Linked DNA regions of Mus musculus: region 2 is linked to region 1. The links are chromatin contacts, called in public promoter capture Hi-C maps. All regions are on one chromosome and are shown on one strand. The core of a region is the stretch at or near the end of the contact, and the rest is flanking DNA. Distances in the headings are between cores, read along the strand shown.

Region 1 (4,013 bases), core at 554-3,053:
AATTATGTAGGAAAAGAGAAAAATACGTGTTCTAAGCTTTTGGGTTTCTGATGGTTTAATGCTGAGAAACGAGGGCAGACAGCATGGTCCCCAGGAGCAGCCCCAGGGCTGGCTCATTGACTCACTTGAATTTTCAGTTGTTCACAGTAAAACTCTCTATCTTCAGACTTAGAATGGGAGTCTAAGTCTCTCAAAAGTCCTGAAGATGGTTCCACATGTGCTTGACACGTCCCCCATGTGTGCCATGAAAGAGTGTTTAGGAGAGAAGTTGATGAGGGTGGGGACGTCCTTATACAGACTTTAGTCTGGGTACAATAACTTGTTAACTGGGAATTACATTGAACTCGGTATAGTGCTTTGAGTTTTTCAGCTATAAAGGCTTTGAAGGAAGCTAGCTATTGATCACAATTGTCTTTCTTGTCTTTTTCTCCTTATTTTCTTTCACTTCATCTGTTCCATCCCCTAGGTGTGAAGATAGTAGAACTGATTGCAGAAAACCCCTTTCTGCATCCAGAAGGACCCTGAAGCAGCCAACAGCACCCCATCCCTTACTGAAAGGCAAGACTGCCCCAGTGGTCTCCATGATGGTTGCCTTTTCCACTGGAGTAGTGTGTGTCTGGGCTGGGTGCTTACAGCTCTTGACACTAGGTAGAGCCTGGGGAAGAGCCGAGATTTGTAGCCATGGGAGGAATGGAGTGCACCAGGGAGCCTCCACTACTCTTTTTCCTTGCCCTTCTGCCAACTCTTATGGCCTTCCCATAACTACCATGTGCATGAGTATATGCCCTTGTACATGCACCACACACACACACACACACACACACACACACACACACACATACACACACATACACACACACACACACATACACACTGGGGGGGGGGGGAAGTACACAAATGAAAACTCTGAGTGGCAGCTAAGGCTAAATAAATATTGGTAAAGTTCATCTGCCATTATCAATGCCGTCATCAATGCCAAAATACCAATGAGCTGATAGCAATTCCAGTCCCGTGATTCTGTCACTTTATGACACATTATATTTTAATAGTAGCATTTTGGTAATGAGATGTATAAACCAGGTAGTTTAATTTGATAGTATTTTAGTTGCATATGGAACTCTTTATATTTAAAAACTAATGCTTTAAGATAGAGGTATTCCTTAACAACATGTGTAAGAGACATTACTCCTTGTAATTCTGCTAATTGAGTTTATCACATAGCTGCTCCTGTGTGTGTGTACATGGGGTGGTGAGTTCTTTGACAATAGATTTCTGTAAATATGAGGTTTTTTAAACCTATCGTAAAATTGCTGCCCTGGCAAGAACTAATGACATCTGAAGGACACTGTGTGTCTAGTCAGTTCCTGTCAATGAAGAGATTGCCTGGCTATATACCAGCCATCTGGCAGGGCAGCAGCTAAGGCCGATCAGGAAATGTCCAGTTCATTGTGATAAGTTTTTGAAATTATTGTTTGATCAATGACTTAGCTATTTCAGAATCCCAGTCTATTTCTTAAGTAGACTTTAATGATTCAATCTAGGAGAGATGGGGAGAGCTGTTTTCCGAGCCTCTGCTTCTCGGGCTCTTCACTTTAATCTCTAGTCTATTTCTCCTCCTTAAGGACAGTCTCCCTGCCATCTGTGCTAGCACCGCTAATCCTCTGAGGCAAAGCAGACAGTTCATAGCTGTAAGAAATAGCTTGCTGAGGTTTTTGTTTATTAATTCTTAAAACTTGGACTTAACTTCTTTCCTCTGTAACATGACCCAAGGAACTGAAAGTACCAGTGGGCTGGCTGGCTTTGTGAGCAGAACTCGATGCTTCTGAGGCCTGTGCCCCTTCCTGGGCCAGCCCTGCCTGAGTACAGTCATATTATCAGACCATCTTGCACATTTGTTTCTTTTGGATCGATATTTAATAAACTGTCAAGAACAGGAGTCTGACACTCAAAATCATTCTGCTGCCAGTTCTCCAAATGCCTGGTTCACTTCCATTCCCAGCCCATCTGGGTGCCTGGGTCTTACACTACACTGAAATATATTCCCCATGACCCTTACAGACACATGAACAACGACTTCAGAAAAATGAATAGCTGCACATAAGTGACTTTTAAGGAAATTTAAGGAATTTTTCTACTTTCTAAGTGCTTGTTAGCTGTAGTTACATTTGTGTTTGTGTGTTCATCAGCAATGTATTAAAATTCTGGCTTCTGAGTTTCATATACTAAAAGTCCACCATCCAAGAACATTGTCTTATTTAAACCAATAGAAATATATTCTAAAGAAATATGAACAGAAATGTAATGAGCATATATATTTTTCATCATTGCTAATGTTAGATCTTTAACCTGTTGAATTGAATAAGCTCCATATGTCAGAAGGTTCAACTTACAAGAAAACCGTAATGGTAACTCTAAATGTGGCTATAATATGGAGACATTTATTTTACAGAGTGCTTCATATTTTTTTTATATTGGGACTATGTTACTATTTTTTAGCCATGGAAGAGAGAGCAATTCAACGAGCTGAACGTAGGCAGATCTTGGCAGAAAAGAAGAAAAAACAAGAAGAAGACAAATTGGTAATAAATTCAGAATGCAAACTGAGGCAAGAAAAGCGATTTGTTCAGATTTCAAAACCTGGAACTTTATGTGTCCATGCCTTCTGAGACAGTAGATTAGAGCAACTTGAGAACAGCTGTGGCCTACCCCTCTGATTTCAGTTTTAGGAAAATAAGAAAGGTTCATTCATCATTGGCAGAGCAGAAAGGAAATGTTACAAAAGTGAATGGCAGCTAGCAGATTGGAAAATTCCCAGGTAACCAAAATTAGCATGCTGTATGTTGATACATTGTATATTGATTGTATATTGACCCAATGACTTTCCAAAGGACAGTAGTTCTTATCCCCCAACATTTGACTTAGACTGTCAAAAGGAAATTTTGCATCTATAAGAGAAAAATAACAGTTCTGTTTGGGGTCAGCTATCTGGGTTTCTTCACAAAAAGTAAGAACTGAAAATAGTCACTTTTATCATGAAAGTAGACTGCTATATTCATGGGCAGGAGAAGGTCCTTTCAGAGAGACCCCTAAGTTATAGGACATGCTAATTGAGTCTTTCCTTCCTGTCACAAAAGGCATACATAGTCCAGGAGGACAGGCATTTGGTAGATACTTTGCTGCCTCAGGACCAAAGACCTCCTCCTTTTCTACTCGGAGGAAGGATTCTGAGTTTTATGTCTTCTGATTTCGTTCAGGCTCAGTTAAAAGCCCAAGAGGAAGAACGCCAAAAGAAGGATGCAGAAGAAAAGGAAGCCCAGCTGGAGAGAAAACGAGAGGAAAGGAGGCTGAAGAAGATGGTTAGTAGAGTCTTTGCCAGTTGTCCCTTTGTTGAAGCCCACTGATAGTGATCTCTCTCCTCATGATTGTGTTGGCCATAGGTGTACCTAGAGCATAGGATGCTCTCAGCAAAGGTGGTGAATGGGTGGAGAGAGCGATGGACAGAAGAAAATACATTTCAGAGATGCTGGGAAAGCAAGTTATTAAATGCTAGTTGAAAAGATAGGACCTTACATTTGGAGAAAATATAGTAGTAGTCTTTGTTGGGTGCTACAAAGAACAAAAGGAATCAAGAAGTCATATGAGGCAAAATACACATAGATTTTAGAGACAGTCAAAGCATTTTCATCCTTTGCTAAATCAACATAAGAAATCTCTAAAAGCAGCTGTTTCTTTCCTTTAAAACTGGTGAGAGATTCTAAAACACATTTCCCCAACATGTGTTATATTCCATGTCGTCCTAGTAGTTCCTGAAATAGTAAGTTGTTTTGAGAAAGTGTAAATTCGGTAGTCAGATGGTTTTAGAAAATGCTGTTTAAGATAAACAAAGTTCCTTAATTAGTTGACTTCCCAAAACTTTTGACATCTTCCCAGACATTATGAAGTCTCCAGAAAAGAGACATAACATACCAAAGTAATATGTATATGAATACAAGACCCTTTTATTTATAACACAT
Region 2 (4,013 bases), core at 541-3,040, 34 kb after region 1:
TATTTTCCTCAGGATGGATTTTAGACTAAGTCTCAAGAAGCTATATTTAAGGCTACCTATTTAAAAAGAAATACTATAGAAAGAGACAAGGAACAAAGAGGTAATGGGCTTTACCAGTCAAGAGTGACAGAAGACTGCAGTGGTCCCCATGCAAAGCTGTTCTTGGCCTGATTAACAATCTACAGTCACCATGACTGTGTAGCCAGAAGGGACAATTTCTGGGAAAAGCTTGTCTCCAACATCCCTCTTCCTATCACTTTATGCCTTCCATAAGCAGATGTTTAAAATATATATATTTAGAAAAATGGCTAAAAGCAGTTTATTGCTGCTTGATACAAACTGGTTTTAACAGAGGTTAAAAACTCTCTTTTTAGATAGCAATCTCCATCGCTGAGATTGTGGTAAAAGTAAAGGCCAAAGATAAGACAATATTCCAACCAGGACTGTGTTGCTACACACAGAAAAACAGTCACTCCCCACAAGGTGTACATGGCCTCTCTCTCTGGAAATACAGGGTGAACTGAGAACAGAGAAGCTATCTTTTACCCTTCAAGTTCATGTGACCACGTGAGAACAACCCCATGCATGGGTCCTACTAAGATCACTGAAAATACAGAACTTTCTGGAGTGTCCATTTAAACTTGCAGTGTGTGTGCTGGATTGCGTTCTTATATACATCTAATCTACCCTACTATCCTCCATGATCCTTTAAAATGAAAACTGTTAAAATCCTCACACCTGACAGCAAAAAACCAATCCTCTATTTTAGATCCTTTGGAATAGCAAGAACAAACCTCAGCATTCTGGACGGCAAACCTGAAGGAATATATATACATATGTAGGTCTCAACAGAACCAGTGGGGTCAGCATCTGGAAACTGTAAGCTTACCTGTCACAGCCTTCATCGAGGTCTTGACAATCACACAAACAGGCAGCCACGTGGTTCTTTTCCCCATTTCGATCTATGTATTCGCAACAGCACAGGGGCTCCAATTCAGGTTCTTCGGTTTTCTTTTTTTTGACTGGCTTCATATTGCCCTTTAGTGTACGGATTTGTACCTGTCACCATGAGGCATAAGAAGCTCACAGAAGGTAAAGGTGGCAAGAACTCAACTCACATCCTGTAAACACATCCTTGCTTCTCATTAACGCCAACGCCTGAGCAATAAAAAAATGAAAAGGGGGGAAGGGTCCTGCTTTCATCAGGCTTTTCGGGCTCCGCGTGGCCTGACAGGAGGGTTCCTTGACTTCTGGGGCTCTGAGCACCTTCCCCTCCCCTTCCCAGCTAGGCTAGCAACATCTGGGCACCAGCCGTTCCCATGGCGACAGCCGACCACGCGGCCCGGGACAGCAGAGCTAGGGCGGCCCAGTTCACCTGAGGGTGCCGGCTCAAAGGGCCGGGCTGTCCCCACCCCAAGGCTGCGCGCCGTGGAAACTCACCCTCGCAGGTGCAGGCAGCGACGCCCTGGCGCTGCAACCACCCACCGGCCCGGGGATGCCAGGAGCCCCAGCAGCCCCGAGGTCGCCCGTCCAGCCCACTCCGAACCCGCCGCTCCGAGGGCGTGGGCGGGCCTGGAGAATGACCTTGGCGGGGAAGTTACCTGCCCTCCCGACAGAGGCGGGGACCGGGAGGAGGACCGACTCCCCTGGGCGCGGCTGAGCCTGCGACCCCGCACGGCAGGCTCGGGAGTGCCGGGCGGAGTCGCCCACCTGTGAGCACCGCCGGTGCGCGCGCCTGCCGAGCGAGCCAGTCGCCCCCGGTCGCCGCTCCGCAGGTCGGCGCGCGCTTCCGGGTGCCCCGCCCCCGGCGCCGGGATCCCGCCGCCCGCACGTGCGCCGCCTGCCCACGAGGCCCCTCCCCCGCCGCGCTCCGGCCGGGCCACCTCGCACCTGCGCCGGGGCCCTCGCGGTGCCGCCGGGGTGCGGGATCGGACCCCGGCGCTCGCGCGCCGCCAGAGTTCCGCCGGTCGCCTGCGGTCCTCCAGCGCCGGCAACAGGCGTTGGGGTTCGATCCGCACCTTGGCCGCCTTCAGAGGTGCCACCCCACGAGTCGCCCGCCTTCCCTTGAGGCCCGCTGTGGACCCCAAGCCCGGCTTATCCAACTTGTTCTCGCTCGCGAGTCCTGGAGGATGGAGCTGCTTTCCAGCCAGGCCTCGGTGGTACTTTTGATTCAGTAGTCTGCACATTTGCAATGAAATTGCCCAAGAGAGTCCCCTCTGGGTTTGTATTGCAGCACAAATCTGTAAGAACTATGGGCCTACGTACAGGTTTTCCCTACCCCAGGCTTTCTAGGTTTTGGTTTGGTTTTAAGCAGAAACAGAAGAAAAAACGACAACTTAAACATTTCCGGTTTTATTGAAGTCAATCCATACATAACAGATTAAGATCTCATTAATTCTACGTACATATTTAGTGTTTTATCTACAAAGTGACGTTGGTAATCTTTGAGGTATATGGTGAAGTGCTTTAAGAGAAACCACAAAAGCATTCACTTTGACAGTTAACATTTTTCTAAATTTAACAATCTGAAGTTTCTAATCCAGTCACTCAAACTCACAGCCAGAGACTTCCTATGTTCTTATCACAAACAAAACAGAACAGAACAGAACAGAACAAAACAAAGCAGAACAGAACAGAACAGAACAGAAGGTATTACTCCGAAGCCCCCTGCCCCAGGGAGATTAGTTAGGATTCATGAAGAGAAACCCTTCCCTTTAGCCAGTATTTTTATTCCCTACAGGCGTCTCAAAAACATTGTTAGCAATGACATTTGGCTTTGGTGACACTGAGGGAAAGGAAACATTGACTAAAGGCAATGGATATTCAATAAAAATAAATATATGTGCGTGTTCTAGAAAGACAGCTAGAGAACAAAACAATAAATACGTCCTGAACATTTCCTAAATCCCGGGGGACGCAGCTAATTTCAAGTCAAGTCGCCAAGTCCTTATTTTCACAAACCACTGGTGCTGACACAAGTGCCTGAGTGGTTTTCCCGAGAGCCCAAGCTTGCGCCTCTCAACTCCGGTCAGCTTGCATGCCCCCCAGTCTTTATTGCTGAGTGCAAGTTTGTGTCCAGCTTATAATTTGCCAGCAAGACAAGTTAGCTGCTACTGAAAAGTGATTAATTATTTTCTACCTGATGGGCCACCTCTATCATGGGTGTTGCTAAGCTGAATCTAAGCATTACTCATGGACTCAATTTGATCTGTCATGGAATGCCCAGATTTTATAATAATCTTACGACTTCTAAAACTGAAAGTAGTTCATTATGAGCATTGATGTCCTATATACTTCCTTCTCCTAAATTACTGTTCAGTCTTTTTGATATATAAAGGATAATCTCACCTTTGGTACTTATACGTACATACATATATGCACACACATATGTATATATATGTACATGTATATATGTGTGTATATATATACATATATATCCCTTCATTCAGATACAACATGGCCAATGACTCTTTCGGACATACAAAAGGTCTGACCATTGGCCTTGAGGCCAAGTCAAGGAAGGCACTGTAAAATTTAAAGATACAAGCCTGGAATGTATGCACTTGGAAAACGATCCTTTAAGGTGATAAATGATTGAGGGGTTTCTTCTTACCTTTTTAGGCTCTTAAACTCAGTTACAAACGCAGCCCCCCACCCCCACCCTGGGCACACAGGGACTCTGTGCTAACATAAATTTAAAGGATCAAGTAGCAAGCCTCACTATAGAAGAATAGCCATCCTACCCACAGTGCCTTCCTTCCCCTTTTGTGTCACAGAATTTCAATTCCAAAATATATTTCATGGTTCACTGGAGAAATTCACAGCTTAAAAGTATCTATAAGAAGTGAAAAGATAGAGTCTTAAGGCTATTGGAGAGTAGTCATTGAGTAAATGTTATTTAAATACAGCTTTCCTGGTAGAAATCCTGGTAATAAAAATATCAGAAATGTCCTTATGACAGTGACAGTCTTCATCCTCCGATTCCTTCCAGATGTTGCCTTCTAGGTCCAGAT

The links. Promoter capture Hi-C pulls out the DNA fragments that hold promoters and counts their contacts.
Region 2: a contact with region 1 is called in a promoter capture Hi-C map of hippocampal neurons, with 1.8 times the contacts expected there. The contact joins the promoter of Zdhhc23 here to the enhancer-like site in region 1. A contact is called at or near these places in 3 of 39 promoter capture datasets (the C10 cell line, hippocampal neurons and pre-B cells), 5 of 484 Hi-C or Micro-C datasets (CD4 T cells, cerebral cortex, cranial neural crest and 2 more), 2 of 115 datasets of contacts at active chromatin or transcription factors (bone marrow-derived macrophages and embryonic stem cells) and 2 of 9 other capture datasets (adipose tissue and pancreatic islet).

Annotation. Positions count from the first base shown.
Region 1 is chr16:43,944,173-43,948,185 of GRCm38.p6, forward strand. Ccdc191 (coiled-coil domain containing 191) reads left to right here. Exons shown (of 16, transcript NM_027801.1): 10 at 467-558; 11 at 2,497-2,579; 12 at 3,255-3,356. Among named protein-coding and RNA genes, the nearest start is that of Zdhhc23, 34 kb to the right of the region's middle. Within about 2 kb of position 1,804, at least 11 of the 459 cell types and tissues checked have an H3K27ac peak or open chromatin away from gene starts, as enhancers often do. A contact at or near this core is called in hippocampal neurons, where this site is marked.
Region 2 is chr16:43,978,019-43,982,031 of GRCm38.p6, forward strand. It overlaps Zdhhc23 (zinc finger, DHHC domain containing 23), which reads right to left and starts at 1,791. Exons shown (of 5, transcript NM_001007460.2): 1 at 1,441-1,791; 2 at 890-1,158. The coding sequence starts at 1,032. It overlaps Gramd1c (GRAM domain containing 1C), which reads right to left. Exons shown (of 17, transcript NM_001359085.1): 17 at 2,332-4,013. Gm46552 (a long non-coding RNA gene) reads left to right here and starts at 1,855. Exons shown (of 2, transcript XR_001781930.1): 1 at 1,855-2,220.